Linked DNA regions of Sorghum bicolor: region 1 is linked to region 2. The links are chromatin contacts, called in public HiCAR-type maps. All regions are on one chromosome and are shown on one strand. Each heading gives the region's core, a stretch centred on a gene start, on an enhancer-like site or on the middle of the called end of the contact. The rest is flanking DNA. Distances are from core to core; before and after follow the strand shown.

The links. HiCAR-type assays count read pairs that join an accessible place to other places.
Region 1: a HiCAR-type map of leaf shows a contact between it and region 2, with 5 times the contacts expected there. The contact joins the promoter of LOC8084755 here to the promoter of LOC8084751 in region 2. A contact is called at or near these places in 2 of 4 Hi-C or Micro-C datasets (leaf and leaf mesophyll) and 1 of 1 datasets of contacts at active chromatin or transcription factors (leaf).

Annotation. Positions count from the first base shown.
Region 1 is chr8:7,711,203-7,714,769 of Sorghum_bicolor_NCBIv3, forward strand. It overlaps LOC8084755 (L-type lectin-domain containing receptor kinase IX.1), which reads right to left and starts at 1,289. Exons shown (of 2, transcript XM_021445595.1): 1 at 1-1,289. The coding sequence starts at 1,168.
Region 2 is chr8:7,573,341-7,576,642 of Sorghum_bicolor_NCBIv3, forward strand. LOC8084751 (syntaxin-121) reads right to left here and starts at 1,670. Exons shown (of 1, transcript XM_021465959.1): 1 at 646-1,670. The coding sequence starts at 1,572. The coding sequence ends at 646. LOC8084752 (probable thiamine biosynthetic bifunctional enzyme, chloroplastic) reads right to left here. Exons shown (of 9, transcript XM_002442925.2): 9 at 2,909-3,302.

The DNA.
Region 1 (3,567 bases), core at 39-2,538, 140 kb after region 2:
TCCCCTCCGCCGCGAACTCCTTCGTCGCCGCCGCCAGTTGCGCGTACGGGATCGGTCGGGGCCCCGTGCTGGACTCGAAGTCCCTATCATCGACCACGTCCAGGGAGTCGTCGTCGTCGCCGTCCGTCGTTAGCTTCTCCTCGTCGTATCGTTGCTTGCCCCTTCTCCTTGAACGCCGGACTAGTAACACCGCCACGGCGACGACGACGAGCAGGAGTACCAGCAAACCAGCGGCGGCCACTCCGGCGCCGAGTTGCAGGGTCGTCGTCGACTTCTTGGTGGTCACAGCGATGGAGGTGCTGTTCTTGGTTGCCAACGTCGAGCGGAACGAGAACGAGAGCACCGTGTGGTTTGCGGCGTGCTCGTCGCCTGTCGCCGCCGAGAAGCCAACCGCGACTTGCTCCGGCAGCAAGCTTCTCAAGTCCACGGTGGCTGCGGACGTGTAAGTGGCGCCGCTTCCGATTCCGACCATCATCAGGGTGACGTCGAGGCTGCGCGTGCCGTTGTCGTAGACGACGGTGGCGAACATCTCGCCGGCGTCGACGAGGCTGCCGTCGGGCAACACCGTGTAGTCGCCGCGGGAGTCGACGTTGTTGACGTCGACGCCGATGTGGTGGCTGCTGGCGTCCCAGATGTCCTTGTGGATGTCGAACTCGACGGCGACGAACCTGGAGTCGCCGGAGGCGTTGAAGCTGGCGTAGCTAGGCGCCTCGCTCTCGTCGAAGAGGCCGAGGCAGCCGTCGTAGGACTCCTGCGGCAGGTCCGGCGTGTACGGTGCGAGGAAGAACGCCATGCCGTGCCCGGCGCTTGCGGCGCCGCCCTTGCCAGGGACGGACTGGATGCTGAAGCTGAAGTTGGCGGTGAAGCTGGCAGCCTCGCCGGTGGTGCTGTCCCAGAGCTGCACCGGCTGCCTGTGCCACGCCCGCCCCCTGGCGCGCCCGGCGAACTCGTCGCCGAGCAGCTCGATCCTGCCATCGAATACGCGTGCGTCGTCCTCCGGCCTGAAGTCATCCGGGTTGAAGAAGGTGTAGCTGAAGGAGAGAGAATTGGCTTGGTAAGGGACATGCAGCAGTGAGAGGGCCAACAAGGAGAAGACGAAGAGAAGGAGAAGCTGCTGATGATGATGAGCTCTGCTGCTTGAGCATGAGCACAAGTTTTTTACAGCCATGGAAGTTAATTATTTGGGTGTGTTCGTCAAATTCGGTGATTATTGGACTGTCACAACAATATAATGGCATACTCACACAGTTGTGTGTGAGATACGTCGATCAATCATGCCTCATATATACTCAAATTAAATTTATAGAACTGAAGGTTGTCAAGTAGGTCCCATGCTTCGGGACGGTCCACACACAAGTTGCTAGCTAGTCAGATTTTTTATGAGCATGATGTCGACTAAATCTATTACACAGAGTATTTTTTGCGTAATGTTTTTAACATATAAATCTTAGAAACTATCTGAATAATCAGAGACCGCGCGCCACCTCCGGGATGGATCAAAATTAATGTTGAATGGTTCCTTTGTTTTGTAGACAGGCCAGACCGGGCCATCGTTTGAAGGCCCGTGGAAGGCTATACAAAGATGGCTAAGGCCTGGTTTAGTTCGTGAAAAAAAATAGATACAGTAGCATATTTATAATTATAGCAATTAGTATATAATTATAAATTAATTAGATTTAAAAGATTCGTCTCAAGAAATACATGTAAATTATACAATTAATTATTTTGGTGTCCAAATATTTGATGTGGTGACGAAAAGTTTGAGTGGAAACTAAACAAGACGTAACTCAAATCATCATTCAACCGGACTGTGCCCGTATTTATTTGGCAATGATAAGCGAAATTAGAGACAAGTTGAAGCAGGCTTCATCATAGAGGAGGCAAAAGGTCTCACGTATCTACTCTATGAATGGAAGATCTCCCAAGTGAAGAGAGAGAGTAATGAAGTACTCCTTCTATTTTTAAATAGAGTGCGTTGCAACGGAAATAAATTAATACCGAACATAAACTCTTCATATTGCCTGAACAACACTCCTTATGCAACTCCCACTCCAAAAAGCATCCGAGAGACTACGGTAACAAAAGCATTGTCATAAGCCAGCATCCTAATCATCTAGCTTCTACAATTCATTGTGCACATCTGCTAGAGGTGGCTTTCTTCTCCATGTAAAACCTTTCTAAGCAGAAGTCTGGGCAATTTGATCCATGTTCAGTCTATAACGAAGTGAGGAGAACAAGCACATTGTACACCCATCTTTATACCAATCCAATTACTACACCAAATTTTCTACTTCTACTGACAATTCTTATCATTGGCAAGTTAAGGATGCCTTTGTCTAAGAAGCAATCAACAATTCATACAGCTGCCAATTTCAGTGATTGTTAAGGGGAAGAAAGATCATGATTGGCATGGCACCAATGTTAAATTTATCAATTAATGAGAACACTTCATCTGTGCGCAAGTAATCAAAACACTTCCTGATATGCATTTTGTTGCTCCCTTAGGAGCTGGCGTTGATCCTGGTTCAGAAGCATTGTCGGCCAGATTCAATCCCTCTGTGAAGTCGTTGCAGAGGCACCATATGCTAAGACGATAAGATGCTTGTGCTGCTTGCTGCTGGTCATCTGCAGAGGCACCATATGCTGCATCCGTGAACACATTGCCATTAGCAATAAGACAATAAGATGCTTGTGCTGCTTGTTGCTGGTCTGCCCTTGCACGACAAACCTGCATCTGTCCATGAACACATGCACATCCACCATGATCCTAATGAACCAACAAAGATCATGTCCTTCTCGATGGTTCTGCTTTTCTTAGGAATTTTAAACCCATATCAATAGGAGCTAAGAAAATCACGAAAACAGATGTTGAAAGCTTAAAAAAACTGTCACGGTTCGCAATCAAGTGTTGATAATGTAGTTTACAAAGCACACACAATGATTCATAGTTTCATTATGATTTATTTCAGGCATTCATATATTAAGTAACAAAGGAATAAGGGCAAATTTTCTAAAATACATGTTTGCCCAGCCTGCCAAATATCGGCACAACATGAGCTCAGCTGCTCTTCACTGCCCACAAAGTCAGCACCTAGCAGCAATCTGCAATGCAGAGACCAAACCCACTTACTTCTCACGATAACGATCAGGGTGCTTGTATCAAAATCACGAAAAAATAAATAAAAATATTCTGAATCAAACAAAGTTCTTTAAAAAAACCCGTGGAGCCAGCTCTCCAGTAAAATTTATTAAAAAAAAAAAGAACCAAGACACCTTTACAGCAAGGTTAGGCAAAAACTAACCTGAAAAAGAGGGAGAGGTTTACCTATACAACAAAACACTACAAGCAAGGAGAGCAAAACAGATTTGATTGACCATACCTTTGTTTCAAACTGCAGAATCCGGATCTTTGCCGAGTGTTAAATACTTTGCTGAGTGTTTTCTTTCGGGCACTCGGCAAAGAAGCTCTTTGCCGAGTGTCAAAAAAATATTCGGCAAAGAAAATTTTAAATTGAATTTTGAAGCCCTAAACGAATTCAAATCAAAAAGTTTTCAACTTCAAAGTTG
Region 2 (3,302 bases), core at 420-2,919:
TTTCGTTTTTGTTATTATTATTTGCTTAGATATGGCCCTTTTGTGTATTTGTATATGCCTTTTTTCCTTTTCGTTTTTTTGCAAATACCTTTCTTTTTTATTTCCTTATCCTCAGTTATTCCCCTTTTTCCACGCAAGGGCGGAACATTTGAGTTGCGGACACCTTCATTTGCATAAATCACATGCAATTTTTTAGCTTAAGATTGCAATCTCCAAAAGTTTCATTCAAAATCTATTTTTAAACCGAAGGAAGGCCTTGTTTAGTTGGTGAAAAATTTCAGGTTTGACTATTATAATATTTTCGTTTGTATTTGACAATTATTGTTTAATTATAGACTAATTAGGGTCAAAAGATTCGTTTCATAAATTACAAACAAACTGTGCTATTAGTTATTATTTTTATTTATATTTAATCCTCCATACATGTATCTAAAGATTCGATGTGACGGAAATTTTGCAAAATTTTGGCAAATTTTAAGAAGTAAACAAGGCCGAAGTCTCATTTCATCCGATCTCCGCATCAACCAAACACAAACACTGCCGTTCAAAACTGACAAGATTCACGCAGGTTAATCAGGCCACACAGACGTCAACAGTGACAGTGACCACACCAGAAAACCGCGGGATCCCAAGCCAAAGCGGATTTCACCGCGCGGGCAAGGCCGCGGCGGCGAGCTGCAGCACAAGCTTCGCGGCGCCGCCGCCGCCGCCTCTGCGCACCAGCACCATGGCCACCACGACCGCGACGGCAACGCCGACGAGCAGTAGCGCTACGATTCCGCCGGCCAGGCAGACCCGCCTCCGCCGCGCGGCGCCCTGCAGCCTCCGGGCCTCGCTAAACTCCGCCTCGGCCGCGGCCACGTCGCCCGCGGCCGCGCCCACCTGCCGCTCGATGTCGTCCAGCGGCGCGCCCTGGGCGTCCACGAGGGCGGCCATGTCCAGGAACAGCTGCTGGAGCTCCAGCAGGCCGCGCTCCACCTCCGCCACCTCCTTCGCGGTCTCCTCCTGCTCCTCCGCCCCTGAGGCGGACAGCAGCGCCGCCCGCATCGCCGCGTCGGAGGGATCCTCGGTGCTGCTGGCGAGGAGGCGGTCCAGCTGCTCCTCGGTCGGCGCGTCCCCGGCCACGGCGAGGTACCGGCGGGCCACGTCGCTCCGGCGCTCCGCGGAGACCTGCCGCCGGAGGGCCTGCACGTCCGCGGTGAGGTCGCGCACGCGGCGGCCGAGACCCGCCGCGGCCTGCGCCGCGGGGGCCGGGGCGCGCCGGTCCATGGAGGCGAGGCGCGCGCGGAGCCGCCGCGCGGAACCCAGGAGGCGGACCAGCGCCGCCTGCGTGGCGGCGCGCGCCTCGCCGGAGCCCACCACGGCGTTCTTGGACGCCTCGTGCGCGGATCGGAGGTGGGACAGCTCGTCGCGCAGCGCGGACATCTCGGTCTTTGCCGCGTCCGCCTCGGCCAGGAACGCGCCGAGCTCCGGGCCGTCGCCGCCGGCGGGGGCGGGGGCAGCCGCGGCCGCGCCGCCCTGTTGCGCCTTGGCCGCGGCGGCGACGAAGGAGTCGGTCATGAGGTCGTTCATCGTGGCCGGCCGGCGTCGGAACTGGTTGCGAGGTGGATCTTTCGGTGTGGTCAAATCTCAATCTCAAATGGTCGCCGAGAAAAGCAAGATTTTTTCTGCATTTAATCATGTCGGTGCTTATTGACAGATCTAGCTAGTGCAGTGGCATAGTGGCACGTATCCTTCTTTTCTATTTTATTTTAATCATCAAGAACAATATCTCTCCAACACGGCCTCTCGTTGGAACATCAAAAGAATCACTGCTAGACTATTGAAGGTCATGCAAAGACTTCCATTTCGGTACTCCCATTTCGATGGTGCGTTTAGTTCCCCGTAGAATATAAAATATAAAGTATTTTGAAATGATGAAATATAAAATACTAATTTTTCATGCTTATGTTTAATTTCATCTAAAATACTAAAAATTTTATGGTCCAAATATATAAAGCTGCTCTTTTGGGCTATTGAGGTCAGAATCCATGATGCAGAATGACAATTATTTTATTGAAAATTTTAGATGATGTTTAATTCTATTCTGCAGAATAATGGGTCAAAACCATAGTTTTAAATCTCCTGCTATAACCCTTTGAGGTAAAGTACCGCTATTTGTGTTCATATACAATTTAGCTGCTATATCCCTCCAGCCTGATTTAGCACCACCATTAGCTAGTTTAGAGATACCACTAAACACCTTAGCCCGCTATTTAAAACACTCAAAACCTAATTTTTTTTGGCTCAAATGAAGAACTAATTTAGCCCGCTATTTAAAACACTCAAAACCTAAATTTTTTTTTGGCTCAAATGAAGAACTAAACAGCCCCTCGGGTGAACAAGATACCGAGATCAATGAACACTACATACTCCCATTTTCAGGTGCACAAGATACAGAGATCAATGCCATTGCTGCTACAACAGTTCCATATAAAAAATAAAGTCATTTAGGACAACAACATAGTCTCCAAAGTCTAACTTTAAATCTTTATTTTATAAAAATATTTATCAAAAGAAGGTATATGTATAATTTTATAAAAGTATTTTTCAAGATTCTATTCATATGTTTGGCCTAAAGTTATTTATAAGTTATATTTCTAATGTTTGACCTAAACTTGATCCAAAACAACTTTTTTGTGGGTATAAAGGGAGCACTGCTTCTCAGCACAGGGAGCTACTACCTCTCTGCCCTGTCAAATTAAGGCTCTATCCCATCTCGAATGGGATGATTGTAATCTACTCTGTAAGATGCTGTTAATTTTAACGAATGCCACTTATTAAAAAAAATCATCAAGCTCAATGAGAGCAAATCTTTACACTTTATTGAATAGATTCAAGAAGAGATATATAGGTATATAGCTGATCATACTTCAAATAACACCAACTCTCTCCATTTCAAAATATAAACGTTTTGTCTTTATACACTATCTAGATACATATTAATAGCAATGTACCTAGAAAAACCAAAACATCTTATAATTTGAAAAGACTGGAATACTATTTACCGTAGTAAAAAAAAGTTTAGTACTTGCATCAAATTAGTTCCGATGCATTATCAATTTCTTATTACAATTCAGCGCCTTTGAAATGTCTTAAACTTCTTGTTCATGGGAAATTTATTTTTCTCAAGTAAATGTCTCCGAATTATTGAAAATTGCAACACCTTTTCCCCTTTTGACAAAGTGAATGGTGAAAGCTTGATTAGAAACCTATTTCGGCCTAAGCAAAGAAATTAAATGAACAGGTGCCAAGTGCCAACT